Regions from separate parts of the Sus scrofa genome. Here region 2 is linked to region 1. A link is a contact called in public HiChIP or PLAC-seq data. All regions are on one chromosome and are shown on one strand. The core of a region is the stretch at or near the end of the contact, and the rest is flanking DNA. Distances in the headings are between cores, read along the strand shown. Region 1 overlaps LOC106505765 (a long non-coding RNA gene). Region 2 overlaps TP63 (tumor protein 63).

Region 1 (6,206 bases), core at 1,631-4,130:
CCACCCCTCTACCTGTCTCCTTTGGTAACCATTAAGTTTTTCAAAATCTCTGAGTCTGTTCTGCAAATAAGTTCATTTGCATCCTTTTTTTTTTTTTTTAAGATTCCACATATGGGTGATACCATATGAAGGTTGTCTTTCACTGTCTAACTTCACTTTATGATAGTTTCAAGGTCCATCCATGTTGATGCAAATGGCATTATTTCATTCTTTTTTATGGCTGAATAATACTCCATGAATTCTTCTTCTTAACGTATTGCTGGAGATGTGACATATTGCATTGAAGGAGCAAGATGAGATCTTTGCGAAAGAGAAAAGGCTATGTCTGTTGCAACACACTGATATTAGGATGTTGCGCTGTAAAATTAAGAACACACTGTCATTTTGATGTTAGCTCATGGTACAATCTATTGTCCATGCCATGCCTTTTCACCCAAGGTCACAATTCAAAATTCCAGTTGAGGTTTGGAACTTTGGCAATAGCTCAAGTTAACTTTTATGTTCCAACCAAGAAACATTTCCATTATATGCCTCTTCCAGCAACCTGCAAATACGTAGTCTCCACCTCCATTCAAATTCCCACCTGCTACTCCATTATTCATCAAACATGTATTGATTATTTAGGAGAGCTCTTTTTTTCTGTGCAAGAATTGGCAGTGGTTCTTGTGAAGTTTTGAGGTAAATAAGACGTGGTTTCTGCCCTCAAATTACTCCAGCCCTGTAAGGGAGAGACAGGGACTCTGAATCATATGCTGCAGACTAACCAAACCAACAACTGATTTTATGAACTTGATCTTTTCCCTTGTGATATTGGATATTTCTAAGAATTAAATCTTTCATCAAATTATAAACAGTGATGAGCTGTTTTATTCAAAAAATATTCGTGATGGTCTATCACGTAGCAAGATATTGCTAAGTATTAGAGATACAGGCAAAACTGAAGACTGGGCCCTTAATCATTTAACAGCCTGGTAAAAGGAAATCACCAATGATGTGCCATAGACTAGGTATAATGCTCCCTGGAATTCTAAATAGGTTTTGAATAATAGTAGCATTATTAAAATATCTGTAAATTCTGGGGTTAATAGACACAAACTATTGCCTTCAGAATGGATAAGCAATGAGATCCTACTATATAGCACTGGGAACTGTATCTAGTCACTTATGATGGAGCATGATGGAGGATAATGTGAGAAAAAGAATGTATATATGTATGTATGACTGGGTCACTTTGCTGTACACTAGAAAATTGACAGAACACTGTAAACTAACTATAATGGAAAAAATAAAAATCATTAAAAAATATCTGTAAACTTCTAAAAGGACTATTTCGAATGGATAAAAATAAATCTATGTTTATTTGGAAGTGTGATCTCTGGTCTGTTTGGGGGACGGGGACAATATAGCAAGATACAAAAGACTCTGTCCTTGGATCTTGAGATACAGCTTCTAGTGCTACTCTTTCTGTGTGATTTTGGGAATTTTATCCACTCTAGCCCTTCATTTACTGTGCTGTAAAATTAAGAAAATTGACAAGTTATTTTCTAACATCTGGGCCAATCCAATGAATGCAAGTGACTGGACATCACAGACTTGACTTCTTCAGTTGTTCATCTGCAAGGTCAATGGTGAAAAAAACCCGACCATGTGGGTCTAAAATGACAGGGCCAGCTGTACTAAGACCTTCGTAAAATGAACTGAGAAATGGAACTTCGAAACCAGAGGGACTTCCCAGAGAGCTGGTGAAAAGCCCTTCTTCCCCAGAGCCCAGCTCCTAGCCTAGCTTCCATTTCAGATATACCAGTTTCATGAAAAGAAGGCTCCTGAAATGAACCTGTTTGTGATCACAAATTCTTTAAGATCCAGGCCAGCCTAATCCCTTGACCTGAGGTTGTACTGAATAGAGGGATTAGGGTATTTGATGTGAAAGGTGAGACATCCTGAGGTTAGAGTCTCAGGATGAGGTCACTGGTTTGGCCCCTTGCTTATGAGACCTCAAGCAAGTTCTGTGCCAACGCAGGAGAGGTTTCCTCCTTATTTGGTTTGTGATATACACTGGACAGTCACCGCAGTGCTAATCGCAAATAAAATAGGGAGAAAACAACCTATTTGCTTGCCTAACATTTTCCACTGAACCACAATGAACTATTGCAGAAAGCAGGTGCAAATTCATATGGTGCCATTTCTACCAGTTTTCTTACAGCAAAGCAGAGTCGCAAAAGATGAACTGCCTTCTGTCTGGTCTAACTTATTTCTCCAACCATTGGTTTTGGTTAACCTTGGTGAACTATTATTAATTTCTCTTATGAATGTATGTTATTGGGTTGAAATTTTGTATTCCTGATATATTTATTTCCTTAGTATAAAAAATTATTCTATGGATGTTTCAACCAGTACCAATTTTCTGGACAACCACACATAGAATGAGTAGAAGAGAGATTTTTTTTTCCGTGTATATTTGCACTGGGGATTGTATTGTCCTATGTTTATATGAGACTTTAGTTGATGGTTGGTATGGGGCATTATATTATTGGGGAAAACTCCTGACTATTTGGTTTTTAGACATGAACACACACACACAAAATGCCTGCTGAGTGTTAGTTCTCTCAATGCAAAGTGAAATACATGAGGAACTTTGCTCCTCTCACAGAGCAACAGTGAAAGGATATTCCTCAAATTATCAAAGGGACAGTATATTCTTTTTTCATTTTTATATTTCTAGCCAAATATTCTTTCTCATGTGCCAGAGGAGACTTTGCATTATGCAAAGGTTTTAGTCACTAGAGGGAGATGTAATCACAAACTCCCTTTAGTAGGTTGGAGACCATGGGACAGATGGAAGGCAAAGGAGCCAGGAAATGACTTGGTCCCATATCCTGCCAGAAATCTCAGTGGTAACAGAGATCCAATGGGTATCTTATGTTAAGCTCACTCTCTGGTATGCTGATGGCTACTTACCAGAAAACAGCTCATCTATCCAAACCTGCAAGGACATCTCTACTGAAAAATTGGCACTCTTAAAGGGCCACAACTTCCATCTGTGTTTAAGTAAACACCTGTTACTGTTAGATGTCGTAGGTTGTTGAAAGCCTGGGCTACTTAGCAGTATCACGGAATATAAATATTTTAAAGAATATTTATGGATCCCATAAATACTTTTCTTCTTAAAGGAACAGAGATCCTGGAGTAGCAGAGGAGATAGGAAATTTACAGGTCACTTAGTCCCTTCCCCTCAATTTAGAGATGAAAGAACTGGGTCTCAGAAGAAATTCGTTTAAAGATAGTACTTAGTAGCTACTCACTGAACTAGAATTTAGGTCTCCTCACTCCTAATTCAATGTTCATTTTACCACTTTCCTTTCTATATTTCATGAAGACCTACTACTTGCTGGGTCCAGTTAGTGCTACAAAGATGAGTAAATGTTGTCTGTGACCTAAAGGAACATATGAGTAACAATTATTGGAAGGCTATGGAGGGTCCCACAGTGGAGGAACTCAAAGGGGCTAAATAAAAACAAAAGAGCTAATTCATGTACATGGTTTGGATTGCAGGTATCCCAAATACATACTATAAAGTAAATTTTTCATTCAGGTTCCCTCTCCAAACCTTGCCATCTCTGGATATTCCAGTCTCAACCCCTCTTTCGGTGAATTATTATAAATTTAAAAAATATTAGTAAGTGATGCTCAATGAAAAAAATGTATAAAATTTTAAGTAATGTTTAATCCTACTTATATAACAAGGGACATGTGTACAGAATTGAAACTGGAAGTAAATAAGATAAATGTTTACAAGCACTTGGTTTCTGAGGGCTAAAATTATGGATGACTTTTATTTTCTATCTTTTTAGTAATTATTATAGAAGTAATAGATGAATATATTTTATTATAAAAATCAAAATGTAAAACTTGGAACTTTAAAAAAATTAGAAGATATAGAATATGTTAGTGATATTAGAATTAGTGAGGATTCTATAAACAAATCCAAGAAAGCACAAACCATAAAAAAAATATTGATAGTTTTGACTATATTAAAATTTAAAACTTTTTTATGATGATATAGTGTACAAGAGCAAGTGGAAGACTGAAAGAAGACTCTTGAAACTCAAATAAATGATAATGAATAATGAAAACTGTGTCCTTAATTTATAAGAAACTTCTAAAATTAATGAGAAAATGTCAAATAACCCAATAGAAATATGACTAAATATTAAATATAGGAATTTTGAAAAAAGAGAAAACTGAAAGGCCAATACATATCTGAAACTCCTCTAGCAGTCAGAGAAAGTTAATTGAAATCATAGTGAAATTCACAACTATTAGACTAGCAAATTAAAAACTTGGAAAGTATCAAAGACATCCCACTGGTGGGAGAGCAAATTGGGAAAATCATTAGCAATGGTATTTGGGAATATCAAATACATTTGAAAATATCATACTCTTATGACTGAAAAAATCATTTTTAGGACTATTACTTAGAGGAATGCTTATATACCTACATGAAGAAATATGTTCAAGAATAATCATTATGATAGAATTTGTAAGACGGAAGTTGGTGAATGATATTCAGTAGGTGAATGAATATATAAACCCAGTGAAATTCTAGGCAGCAATGAAAATAACTGAACTTAATCTTCATGTATCAAGATGGATAATTATCAGGAGTTCTAGTCATGGCACAGCGGTAAAGAACCCAACTAGGAGGTGGGTTTGATTCTCACTCAGTGGGTTAAGGATCTAGTGTTGCCATGAGCAGTGGTATGAGTTGCAGACACGGCTTGGATCTGGTGTTGCTGTGGCTGTGGTGTAAGCTGGCAGCTGCAACTCTGATTTGACCCTTAGCCTGGATCCTCTGTATGCCGTGGATGCGGCCCCCAAAAAAAGATAATTACCAGAAACATAATGTTAGGGTGAAAAAGAGATATCATTGGATACATACAATATATTAACATTTAAATTGTTTTAAATTAAGTAAAAGACATTATTTGTACATGCTTATGTATGTATTAAGCTTATAAATCATATTGTGGGAAGGATATATATGAACAGCAAAACAGATATGATTCCTAGGGAGAAAAAGGGGGAATAGAATTTTAGGAAATTGTAGGATAAATTTGTATCCTGAACTTTTATTTCTCAGCAATTTTATGTCTTTGAAAACATGTTGTATTTCTTAAAAAGAATGATTGTATTTATTTCTCCCTAAATATGTTTTTATTTCTTTAAAATTCTGACGCCAATATGGCAAAACATAACAACATAGAAATCTGGTTGGTGTTTATATGCATGCCTGTTAATTATTTTCCATATTTTTGTGTATTTTAAATATTTCATGACACAAATTAAAACATTAGAAAATCAAGACATATCAGATAATGATGAACTAATAAATTGTAAAAATGTGCATTTATGAATCTTTTGGAATATTGAACACTGGCTGGATACTTCATGAATTAAATGATGAATTTTTAAAATATGGATAATTATATGAAAATTTACTTATAATATCATGCCTGGGATTTTCTTCAAACTTATTTACAAAGGGTGAAAATAGATAGGAGTAGGGATATAATTAGATTGGGTTTAAGTTGATAATTATTAAAATTGGGAGATATAGACATGGGGATTCAGTGTATTAGTGTCTTTACCTTCCCACAATGAAAAGTAGAAAAATGAATTGTTTAAAAAATAAGAAATTTGTAGAAGAAAAAAAAAAAAAAAAACTACCTACAGCTTAAGTTCCTCTTCTAATTGCCATCACACTGTTGTCATTTCCAGACCTATTCCCTGAAGTCCTGAATACATCTATTCCTATAGAAAAGGAAATGTTTGCTTATTATATATGTCATCATACTAAAAATATTGGGTACCTTCCTTCCTCTCACCAACAAACATTTGCTAGAAATCTATCTATGGCAGTACAATGTCCCCACATAAGTATTCTTTCTTTCTTGTGTGCCTTGAGGCATATGGAGTTCTCAGGCCAGGGATCAAATCCAAGCCACAGTTATGATCTGCACCACAGCTGTGGCAATACTGGATCCTTAACCCACTGCGCCCTGCCAGGGATTAAACCTAGGTGCTAGCACTCCAGAGAAACCACCAATCCCATTCACTGCATGGGAACTCTCCCACATAATCATTCTTAAGGCTGCATTAAACTCCGTACAAGGACATAACTTACTATCTTATTGAGCTATAGTTTT
Region 2 (6,206 bases), core at 2,761-5,260, 330 kb after region 1:
CTGACTAGATTGTATCCTTTCTTTCATTCTTCCACATCAAGATGTCCCCAGATTGTCTGAAAATGTATTGTGGTGCTTTCCATTCATGGTTTGAAAAGTGTTTCTGTTATGGTTTGTACTTCAACTATAATGTAGACGTATTAGCTTAAAACTTGATCTCTCTTCAGTGTGTGGCTATTTTAATCAGTTATATCATACTCTTTAATCTCTTTTTTTGTTTTTACTAATAATGGTGGAGGGGTGGTCACTATAGGTGAGTAAACTTAAGAGTCTGTAGGAGCTCTTAAAGAAATATCAGTTGATCTAAGTAATATTTTGCCAAAGAACTGTTTGAGTAACCATTTTATAAATGGAGCATTGATGTGTTTTGGAATAGGGGTCACCGATTAGGTGTTTGACATCACTGATCTTCAAAGCTTACCGTTTCTCATCTGCATACTCACACACAGCTCCCTGTATTAGGAGTGAGCAAATCTGATGGATGATGGGTGTATTGGGGCCACTAAATGAATAATCACTTCCTTTGGAAAGTGGCTTAAGAACCGTGGAGATGGAACATGAGGCAGGTCCAACATTACATCAGTCTTTCTTCCTCCTCCCTCCTTCCCCACCTCATCATACAGAGATCTGAAGGCTTCTTTCAGATTTAGCACAATTCTGAACCCTCCTCCATCAAAGCCCTATCTCAGAGAAGTATGTTGTCTCGTCAGAAGGCTGGGTAGGTGTGTATAAGTGGGAGGGTAAAAAAAAAAAAAAAAAAAAAGCAAAACCTCAGAAGGGGGTAGGCACAGGAAAGAGCACCAGATGGGAGCCAGGAAACCTGGACTCTCCTTGTGATCATCCGCATGTCCTCTGGCAAGTCACTTCATCTTTCTAGCATTTAGTCTGTGCCTCGGAGGAGGATGAGCAGGCTGAAACCCAATCTCGTTTCTTATGGCGAGCTCATATTATGAATCAACACAGAAAATTTTTAGAAGAATTTAGGTTCTAATCAGGTATTTTTGCCTGCCATTAATAAATGACTTTGATTTAAGCTGGTTCGCCTTTCTTGAGTTTCTGTTCAGTTATCCAGTTTATGCTGTGGGTATTACAAAATGAATGGTTGAGTTTGATGTCCATTCTATCATACTAGTGTATCACGTGGTATCTACAGTTTTATTAATGTTCTTTCTTATTCACAATTAGACTCATTTTAGGCCCAGCTGCATTTCTTCTGAATTCAGCACATTTGAACTCTTGTTTGAGGAGCTGTTGAGATCACCCAAAAATAGGTAAATTCTTAGCCATGGACACCAGTGTGTTATACATAGCAGCATCGAACTCCTCGAGCCAAATTTTGTATCCTCACACTTATGCACAGATCTCATGTTTTTAAGGGGTCTCTCATGCATTCATCCTAGTTGGAGTCTCAGAACCAAGGCTGTTATCTTCAGTTTTATGAAAGAAGAAAGTTTAAGAAGCAAAGTTTACCTGGCTGATCCCCAGCCAAGGAGGGAGAGAAACCCAGGCCTCTGTCCTTCAAGTTCAAGTCTCTCCACCATCTTATCTAGACTGTCTTCCTCTTGATAGGAACATGCAGGTACTCCCAGGCCCTGTGTAGAGTCGAGTGAAGCCACCTGACAGAGGACATTTCGATGCCACATTATCTTAGGCATCTGTGCATGTTCAAACAATTTTTCACAATAAAACCCTGTATTTTAGAACTTCCCACAAACTGGAAGCAGCAGAAGCAGCTGTCATTAGGACACACTTATTGCACAGTCTTCTGGTAATTCTTTAATAAAAATCTTGTTAGTACCATTTTATCACTTGTCATCCTTTCATGTTGTTTTCTCTTTTAATTTCTGGTGTTACTCAGAGTTACTGCCAAAATATAATTAATATAAAGTATATATGCATATTTCCTTTGCTTTCTCTTCAAATAACGAATGTGTGTTTCCAGTTCTATCAAAATATGGTATTTATTTTAAACTTCTTCCAATTAAATGAAGTGAAGAGCGATGACATTTTTCCATATTCTCGACTTCACACACACACACACACACACACACATTCAGTCACACCCAAACTACCACTGAATTTAGGACTTAGTTTCAGACTTTCTTCTTCTTTCTGCAGTGTAATTCCTACCAGTGATAGAGACCTACCATTTAATATAATAAAGTGCTGGTCTAGTATTATAGCTGGGAATCATCAGCCATAGACCAGGTGACAGTAAGGTAATTTTGAAATGATAAGAAACTGAGGTGCAGATTTCAACCCTGAAACTTACTAGCACCCCATGGGACCTACCCAAAGAGTTCAGTCTCTTTAAACCTCAATTTTTGCCCTGGCAAATGAGGATGTTCACCTTTTCCTTACAGTTCACTGCTTTCCTTATGGTGATGATTACACACCATGTGTAAGGACTAGGCTAGTCATAGGCACACGTGTGTTTACTGTCTAAATTTGAATTCTTTTGCTTCACCAGTTTATTATATTTTTTGATTGTTTGTTTTTCCTTTTTCTGCTGCACCAGTGGCATATGGAAGTTCCTAGGCCAGGGATCAAATCCAAGCTGAGCTGTGACCTATGCCACAGCTAGAAACACCACCAGATCCTTTACTCACTGGGCCACAGTGGGAACACCTGTTATAGTTTTGTTGAGGGTTCAATTGCTTAAGAAGTAATCATTTGAAAGAAAGCAAAGCAAGATGTCTTTGACTCTTTTTTTTTTTTTTCTTTGTGCTTGTGGGCTATCAACATGCATACTCCAGCCCCAAAGGACAGTGATATTATCCACTACTCAAATATATGACTAAATGGCATAGGATGATAACAGGCTCTCCATATGCAGACTTATACAGGCCAGCTGTGCTGCTTCCTTAAGCCTGTCCAAACAGATGCAGGCTCTCCTGGCCAGCACTAGGAAAGGTCTTTTCCAGCTTTTAGAACATGTTGATTTCCAGCATTTATTTCTCATCTTTAATCTGCCCCTTCGTTTATATAGGGATGTCTTTTAAAAAATTCTCAATGTCAAATATAGAATAACAGTGGATCTGTGATAGCAAAAGTATTGGAGACAACCTTACACTCACCAGTGGGGAACTGGTTACCTAAATTGTGGCATATGCACATGACAGAGTATTCTGTGGCCATTCACAAGAATCATAGGTACTGATGTGGAATACTTTTGGTGTTGCTGGCGAGGACAAGATAAGCTTTCAATGGCACCTCGTTGGGCTTTGAGAGGACTGGTGAGGACACCACTTCTGGGGGCAAAATAGTTTTGTTTGCTGGACTCCAGGGACAAGGCTGTTTTGGCGAATATAGGTCACGTATATCTTGATTATCGGCCTCACACATCTTTGACAGTTTGAGACCTGTTTTCTCCGCAGCCCATGCATGACACACAGCATTATCCGTGTGCAAACCCTGGGAAAATGCTCAGGTTAATGTTTTTCTGTTGTGCTCAATCTGAGATAGCGACCCTGGCCTTTGGACATATATCACTTTTTGCTCTTGGGACATTTTCCTTTTATAGACTTCACAGTCTTATAGGGCAGACACCTTGACCTGGTACTCAGAACCATGTCCAGCATATAGTAGGCCTTTAATAAATATATTTTAAAAACATCGTTTTCATCTCATGGTACAAGGAAACGATTCCACTTCCGAGCAGTATTTCTCCATTCTGATCTTGATTGTTAGCTGCCTGTGAGCTTGATGCCTTTTGCCTGCACCCATGATGTGGAGAGCCTTCTTCCTTTGCCTTTCCTAATCATGCTAGCCTCGTGTTCTGTTCAGAGCTTTGAAGCATCTGACTTGAGCAAGTGGAGAGATTAGGGATGTGGCATTTGAAAGGGGAACAGCCAGTTCCCCCAGAGAGTTTCATTGATCCCAGCATATCGGTCTCGCAAGCTCGTTCCCCTTGGCTCCTCCACAGGCAGGCGAGCTGAGATGCCATGCCTGTGGCCCACCCTCCCTGTCATCAGGTTACCTGTAATGTAAGACTTCCAGAAAAAGGCTGCCAGCTCTGCAGAAACCTAATGCAAGCCAGCCCATTGCGTGGCCCTCTGGAATCCTGGGACTCTTAAGAATAGCCCGTCAAAGGACATGATGTACAGACAAACTTTTCCATGGTGAACATGATTTATTAGCTTCCTTACACAAAGGAAACACTTCTCCCATCTGTGTGGGAGCCTTAACTCTGGGGCTTGTCTTCAAATTGAGTGGCTGTTAGATTTCATTCCTGAGGGACAGAAGTCGATAGACTGGGCTCTTGACAGGGGTCCATTTGTTAATCATAACAAGGTTATTTTCACTTCTTGCCATAGCTGTCCTATAAATCTCTGGAGGTACACCTAGGAGTGTGTTTTTGGGCCCTTCCCATGACAATGAAAATAATAACATTGAGCACTGTCAACTGTTATCCAAGCTGTTTCTCAGTTTTTAGAATATTGAGGAAGAAGGGCCTGAACAAAGGACTTGGAGATTCTTAGTTACGGTTCATGTTACTTACTTAACTCTAGGTTTTGGATTCGAAAGTGAATTTCCTTTGTAAGCCATGCTGCAGGGGTATCATGCCATTCCAGAGCAGAATAACTTAATCAGCCAGTTTGCCCTAAGTTATTTAAAGTAACTCTAGGCTAATGTATTTGTGATAAGCCAGTTTCATCTAGTCTAATGTCGAGGGCCCTCCCACACTATTCTGAGTGATTTACTGGATGTACCATAGAGTTTCTATTTAAAAGAAAAAGAATAATATTTATTTATTGCATTAGTATTATGAGAACCAACCACTGATTAAGAAGAAATAAACAGCAAATTTTAATTAAGCTTGCCTTTCTTTTTATATTACAAAAAGAATAAAAGCAGCCCTCCCTTTTTTCCTTATTCTTTGTCCTGCTCCTTTTCCTCCTCCTCCAATCTTGCCCCCCCTTCTTCCTCCTCTTCCTTTTCCTCTTCTTTTTCACTTATGTTATCATTCATAGTAGTCAGTTTGGTTTTGTAGGTATTACCAGCCAGTCAATACTTTGTTTTTTCTCTGTAGCTTTGGTTTCCCAGAATGATGAATTATTATGAGGAGGATTATGATACAAATAAATTACTATGGCAGTTTCTATCAAGAACAGGAATCAGAACATCAGGCCTGTTTCTTGAACAAATCGCTTTTACTAGTAATAGACTACCTTGGAGGTGGAAAACCCAAATATCTGTGGGACTGGGGATAGGGTAAATGAGTCAAATGGTGAGGATGGGGACAGTGGCCTGATAAGCCCTACCCTACCTTGTCCACAGGGGTATGTGCTTTGCACCTCCAGCCTGGTGTCCTGGGGGAAGGCAGAACTGGAGTTAAAAGATCAAATTTTCAAGAGCATCTAGAAACCTCAATTTGCATGCAGTATTTCCAGATCTTTAAATGATATTATTGTTATTTTTTTTAGTTGTGAAAACCAGACCAAACAAAACAATAGTCTGACTGAATGTCATCCCTGTGGTTTACTTAACAGTGACAAGGGATGATAATTAAAGTTTAAATAAAATAACTGGAGACTAGAGCCAGCAGTATTCCATTAGGAAATAATAATTCTCTGTTCCTTTCAAAAGTTGTATAGATTAATCCCTTCCTGCAATAAACTGAGTACTACATCATCAAAGAAGATCTTTCTCAATTTGTTTCCCTACCATCACATTCCTATAACATTTTATTTTATGAAAGTATAATAATGTGCAATAATGGATCCTTGGCATAAAAAAAGAATCTTGGTTGTTTGTTTGGTTTTTTTAATCAGAGGATTTATGGGACTCCATAACTCTCTAAAATTGGCCAAAGCTGTCCTCAGAAAAGGACAGTGAAATTTAAAGGGCTTCAGATTAGTTTTCTCAGCTTAGCAATTGCTGCCTGATTTTTAGTTGGCACATAGAGAGTGTGCCAGAGCAAAAGTAACCAGAAGATTGAGATATAAACAGAGAATAGGAGTTCCCATCGTGGTGCAGTGGAAATGAATCTGACTAGGAACCATGAGGTTGCAGGTTCTATCCCTGGCCTTGCTTAGTGGGTTAAGGATCCAGCATTGCCATGAGCTGTGGTGTAGGGTCACAGGCTTTGCTCGGATCCCGTGTGGTTCTGGCATAGGCTCTAATTTGACCCCTAGCCTGGGAACCTCCATGTGCCTCGGGTGCGGACCTAAAAAGACAAAAAATAAAAATAAATAAAAAATAAA

The links. HiChIP or PLAC-seq counts read pairs in DNA pulled down with a chosen protein or histone mark.
Region 2: an H3K27ac HiChIP or PLAC-seq map of skeletal muscle shows a contact between it and region 1, with 12 times the contacts expected there. The contact joins two enhancer-like sites. A contact is called at or near these places in 3 of 47 Hi-C or Micro-C datasets (psoas muscle and skeletal muscle) and 1 of 2 datasets of contacts at active chromatin or transcription factors (skeletal muscle).

The regions. Positions count from the first base shown.
Region 1 is chr13:126,930,836-126,937,041 of Sscrofa11.1, forward strand. The region is part of intron 1 of LOC106505765 (a long non-coding RNA gene); the gene reads right to left. Among named protein-coding and RNA genes, the nearest start is that of TP63, 180 kb to the right of the region's middle. Within about 2 kb of position 2,881, at least 1 of the 83 cell types and tissues checked has an H3K27ac peak or open chromatin away from gene starts, as enhancers often do. A contact at or near this core is called in skeletal muscle, where this site is marked.
Region 2 is chr13:127,263,966-127,270,171 of Sscrofa11.1, forward strand. All of the region lies in intron 5 of TP63 (tumor protein 63), which reads left to right. Among named protein-coding and RNA genes, the nearest start is that of TP63, 150 kb to the left of the region's middle. Within about 2 kb of position 4,011, at least 2 of the 83 cell types and tissues checked have an H3K27ac peak or open chromatin away from gene starts, as enhancers often do. A contact at or near this core is called in skeletal muscle, where this site is marked.